Regions from separate parts of the Gossypium raimondii genome. Here region 1 is linked to region 2. A link is a contact called in public Hi-C data. All regions are on one chromosome and are shown on one strand. Each heading gives the region's core, a stretch centred on a gene start, on an enhancer-like site or on the middle of the called end of the contact. The rest is flanking DNA. Distances are from core to core; before and after follow the strand shown. Region 1 holds the start of LOC105773933 (thiamine thiazole synthase 2, chloroplastic). Region 2 holds the start of LOC105773245 (DExH-box ATP-dependent RNA helicase DExH9).

Region 1 (2,700 bases), core at 43-2,542, 190 kb after region 2:
TTCCATTTCCAGAAAATTATCAAATATTTTTTCAAGCATCCACAGTCTCCTCTGTTTCAGCAGCAGCTAGAACAAACTCAGGCTGTACCCTTTCAGCTTCGCTGAAGGTCCCATCTACGGCGTTGGGCTGCCCCAATGCCTTCAAGGCTAAGTGTGCTGCTTTCTGCCCTGATATCATCATTGCTCCAAATGTTGGACCCTGAAAAAACCAAATCCACAATTTCATCATTATAACACATCAATAACTCAAATCACAATTAAAAAGTAAAAAGGGAGTGTTAATAGTTACCATTCTTGGGGCACCATCAATCTCTGCAACTTCCATTCCTGTTACAATCATGCCAGGCACAATTTCCCTTGTAAGCCTAACGATTGCATCCTCTGCCGTGTTCATATCCAGTGCCTTCATTCCAGGGACGCTGTCAATCATCCCAATGCTCTTCAATCTCTTGACCCCAGTAGCTCCAAAAGGTCCATCATGTCCACAAGAACTGACCACAACCTTAGACTCCATCACGTTCGGGTCCATGCAGGATTGTGTGTCGTGGTTCATTGACACCAAAGCCCAGTTCGTTACCACACCGGCAACCCTGTTTCCTTTGACTATCAGATCCTCAGCAGCCACAGCATTGAACAACTTCACGTTAGGCCTTGCTAAAAGCTTGCTCATGATTGTTGATGTGAACAAAGCTGCATGCTTGATGACAACGTAGTCTTCTTGTTCGTCATATTGGATGCCGAGCTCGTCGAGGAACCTGTGAGCTGGTTTGCGAACAACCATGGCTGAAAATAGTTGGCCACCAAGCCATGCACCTCCACCAGGGCTAACAGATTGTTCGATTATGGCAACACGGATGTTGGGGTTTTTGCTAATCTCGTAAGCACAAGAGAGGCCAGCGGAACCGGCGCCGACGATGATAACATCAGTGTCAGCATAGGTAATCATGTCCATCATGTAACGGCGTGTCATTTCACGAGAAACATAGGATTCTTTGATGGGTTGGAATTCAAAGGATTGTAAGTCATAAGGAGGGGTTAAGGACATGGAAATGGCAGAGTTGTGTGAAGAGGACTTGATGGGAGTGAAGCGAGAAGGAATTTGAGTGCCGCTGAAGGATGACTTGTTGTGGTCTAGGAAAGATGGTTTGGGGCTTGAAGACAGTGAGGTGAGAGCTGTTGCCATGGCTGCCATTGATCTTTCAGCTAAGTTTGTGTGGTAGATGAAAGGGATCTAGTGGAGAGTGATGAATCCAAACTTGGGTATTTAAGCTTTTTTCTAAAATGAAGAGAGTTGAAAATATCTGAATGTTGTGTCAAAGCTTGATGAAAATATCTCGTATAAAAATATCTGAAAAGGGGAAGGATTGATGATGATTGAATTTGAATGGTTCATAATTGATGGCTTGGTTTTTGCTATCTACTTGGGATATTAGTAGCCCAATAGTATCTTTGGCTACTGCAAGAGCAGCCTTTGTTAGTTGGAATTTAGAAACAATTGTGATTCAAGGTCACAAACTTATTATGACATACAAAATATCTTAAAGAAGATAACACTAGTATGTACTAAATTTATGTGAAATGAAGTTATCATCACATGTAGAAACCTTCAGGTAAAGAAAAGATTGAATCTCTGGCATCACTGGAGTTTCGGGGTCAATCATCTAGGTGCAACACTTGAAATTGATAAACCATTGGTGGAGCAACTTCTAGTGAATGTTTGATGGTGCTCAGTAAATCTTCCCATGGAGAAGGCAGGTTGTTGTGGTTGGCTTAGTGTCACAGTTTCACCTTTTAACATTACCACAACAGATGACATGGTAGGCCTGTCAAATGCATCTTCTTGGACACACAACAGTCCGATATGAATGAATCTTAAAAATTCGTCCATCAATCCATCAGTTAGTAATGCATCCATCAATTCCAGAGCATTCCCTTCATTCCATAGATGCCATGCCTGCATCATGATTCAATGTCATTAACAGTGTCTAGTAAATTGAAAAGCAAGTAATTCAAGCTGTGGATTAAAAAGTTACATATGCAACAAGGGTTTGGGCATGTTTCGTTTGATTGAACCCTGCATTCCTTCTGCCTGTAATTATCTCAAGCAAAAGTACTCCAAAGCTGAAAACATCGGACTTGATCGAATACAATCCCTCCATGGCATACTCCGGAGCCATATATCCACTAATGCAAAGAAGAACTAGATTTTATTATGCTTGAGAAAGAATTATTTAGCAGATCACACTATGTGCTTTGAGCAATAGTTAAATTTTGAGGAAATGAACTGAAACTAGAAGAGCGGTGCCTTACTATGTTCCGACTATACGTGCCGTATTAGCTTCACCGTCCGCTCCAGCAAAGATTCTTGCCATTCCAAAATCTGAGATTTTCGGGTTCATGTCAAAATCTAGCAACACGTTACTAGCCTTCAGGTCCCTATGTATGATCCTAAGTCGTGAATCCTCGTGTAGATAAAGAATTCCCCTTGCAATTCCATTAATAATGTTTAAACGTTTGCTCCAATTGAGTTGTGCACGTTTCTTTGGATCTAATGCAAGAGACAAGTATCAAGCAAACACTTCGAGTAATTTCCAGTTACTTAAAGAGCTCAAAACAAATAAAGAGTTCAAGAACAATACCAAAGAGGACAACATCAAGGCTGCTGTTGGGCATAAATTCATAAACAAGCAACTGTTCTTG
Region 2 (2,742 bases), core at 175-2,674:
AAAATAGTAGAATCAAGGTTGACCAATGGAAAGACTAAATATGTCACAGGCAACTAACATCAATCATGTTAACTATAATAATTTTTTTTTTCAAATCATGTTTTAATAATAAGATTTAAACTCAAGAATTTCAGATTTGTGCTGGGTTGTTTTATGTAGTTTATTTTTTACTGTTCTCCTCATAGTTCCTCAAAGAAAACTTTCCTACTTTCGATTTATGGAGGGAAAAAGATAAACAAAACACCAAGCTTTTACATGTTACAAATATACCCTACTAAGAGAAATGAAAATAAGTTGGCTGCTATTCAAAACAGATAAGCTGGCTAAAGAGCACTGATTAATTATATTCATGTAGAAAGTTGGTGAATAAATTAAAGCAAACATTAACCACCTTGGCCACCCAATCAGCAAATTCCTTCGCATTAGGTACAGTTGCTGAAAGAAATACAAATCGAGAGTTCTTCGGTGCCATAACAATACTCTCTTCCCAGACAACACCTCTCTCGCGATCACGCATGTAATGCACTTCATCAAAAACAACCCACGCCACCTCACGAATAATCTCGGACCCTTTATACTGCATACTTCGCCAGATTTCCGTGGTCATCACCTGAAAATCAAACAGTTGGGAACATATAAAAAAATCAAATACTAAAGGAGAAAACGTAATATGAGACGGAAAGCAAGTAAAGTACCAACCAAACAAGAAGCATTAGGGTCAATTGTAACATCTCCAGTCATCAAACCGACATCGGAAAACTCCTCTTTAAACTCCCTATACTTCTGATTGCTGAGAGCCTTAATAGGTGAAGTATATATAACACGCTGATTATTCCGCAAAGACATAGCAATTGCATATAAAGCTACTACAGTTTTGCCTGCTGATGTATGTGCCGATACCTGTATTGAAACTAGCATTTCACTTTCTCTACTTTCTTTGTTGGGAAAGAAAAGAACAAGAAGAACAAAAGAATGTCTTACAAGGACAGATTCGCCACGATTGAGGCAGTTGATAGCTTCAGACTGAAAGGGGTCAAGCGTGAAAGGAAACTCCTTGGCAGGTTTAGAGTCAGCTAGAAATTGTAAAGAGGAAGCAGAAGGAACATAACCTTCAGGATATGAAACATCATGGACACATCCGAAGGCTTCCTCCGCCAACGGTGAGACGTCTTCACCGTGATGTTTCTTCTTCTGCGGCGGCGGAGGAGACTCAGAGGATATCGCCTCACCTGACTTCCTCTTCAAGGATTCCATTTACTTATCTTCTTCAAGACTTCTTAGGAAGAGAGGGAAAGAGAAGATTCTATCCTGCGGCAGCGGCGGCAACTTAGGGGAAAGCCAAACAAACTCAAAACACGAATAAAAAGAGAAAGAACAGACCGAGCGAGTAAGTCTTTTAAATTACACACTAATTTAGGCAATCGTAAAACACTTCCGAGCTATGTTTTACATTTTAAACATCCCAACTTAATAAACAATAGCTTATATTACATGGCAATAGGGTTGTTGTATAATTTTTTTTAAAGCTAAACTACACCCGTGGTCACTTTTGTTTATCTTAGGTTACATTTCAGTCACTTATGTTTGAAATGTTACGTTTTAGTTACTTACGTTATTATATTGTAACATTTTAGTCACTAAGTCGTTAATTATCGTTAATGGTGTAATGGTAAGCTGACATGGCACGTTAAATTATCATTTCAAACAAAAACTTTAGGTTAAATTATACAATTGGTCCCCATAATTTTTCGTTTTGAGCAATTTAATTCTTTTATGTTCTTTTAACTTTCTTTCTTTCTTTTTCTTTATTTTCCATTCTCTTCTGCTTCTCCCACTATTTTCCTACCTTCTTTATTTCTTTTAACATACCAGGAAGTCGAATTGGTAGTGAAGAAAGAAGCATGGTATGGGTTTATGGGTTTTGGTTATAGGTGATGACAGTCGACTTCCTACTTCTTTTTTCACTGCCAATTCGACTTCCTAATATGTTAAAAGAAATGGGAAAGGTATGAAAATAAAAGGAGAAACAAAAGAGAATGGAAAAAAAAGACGAAATTTTAAAGAACATAAAAGAAAAAAATTAAATTACTTAAAAGGAAAAAAATATGGGGATCAATTGTATAATTTAACCTAAAATTTTGTTTGAAATGATGATTTAACGTGCCACGTCACTATCGCATTACACCATTAACGACGGTTAATGGCTCAATGACTAAAATGTTACAACATGATAACATAAATGACTAAAACGTAACATTTCAAACATAAGTGACTAAAACGTAACCTAAGGTAAACAAAAGTGGCCATGGGTGTAGTTTACCATTTTTTTAATTACCTTATTGTTAAGGTGGTATTTTTTTTTATTTTTGACTAAAGTTAGGAACCTTTCTATGAACCTTTTGAAAAACAACTAAAATTCAACACTTATTTCTCTACTTCATTAATCCCAGCATTGTGAACTCTTGATAGATTATTCGATAGAAGATGATAGCTTTCTATCACCTTTTCAAGCTCTTTTTCGAGTTTACCGATCTCCTTTTCGGGTTCCCATAAAGATAATGGTTGTTTTTGTTTAATTTTATACCTTTTTGTTACCTTATTAGGCTTTTCTTCTTATGGTTTAACAAGCTCTTTTTCGAGTTTTGGTGACAACGAAGGTCGCGTTAGTTTAAATTTATAGCTTTCTATCACCTTTTAAGCTCTTCTTCTTCAAGTTTCTCCCTTTTTTACCAATTTTCAATT

What was found. A called contact is a pair of places that touch in the nucleus more often than the background predicts.
Region 1: a contact with region 2 is called in a Hi-C map of leaf, with 1.6 times the contacts expected there. The contact joins the promoter of LOC105773933 here to the promoter of LOC105773245 in region 2. A contact is called at or near these places in 2 of 2 Hi-C or Micro-C datasets (both in leaf).

What each region holds. Positions count from the first base shown.
Region 1 is chr6:50,042,585-50,045,284 of ASM2569854v1, forward strand. It overlaps LOC105773933 (thiamine thiazole synthase 2, chloroplastic), which reads right to left and starts at 1,293. Exons shown (of 2, transcript XM_012596153.1): 1 at 290-1,293; 2 at 1-199. The coding sequence starts at 1,192. The coding sequence ends at 32. LOC105773932 (cysteine-rich receptor-like protein kinase 10) reads right to left here. Exons shown (of 6, transcript XM_012596152.2): 3 at 2,640-2,700; 4 at 2,311-2,548; 5 at 2,034-2,184; 6 at 1,502-1,954. The coding sequence ends at 1,658.
Region 2 is chr6:49,856,625-49,859,366 of ASM2569854v1, forward strand. LOC105773245 (DExH-box ATP-dependent RNA helicase DExH9) reads right to left here and starts at 1,425. Exons shown (of 14, transcript XM_012594970.2): 1 at 982-1,425; 2 at 700-900; 3 at 392-610. The coding sequence starts at 1,254.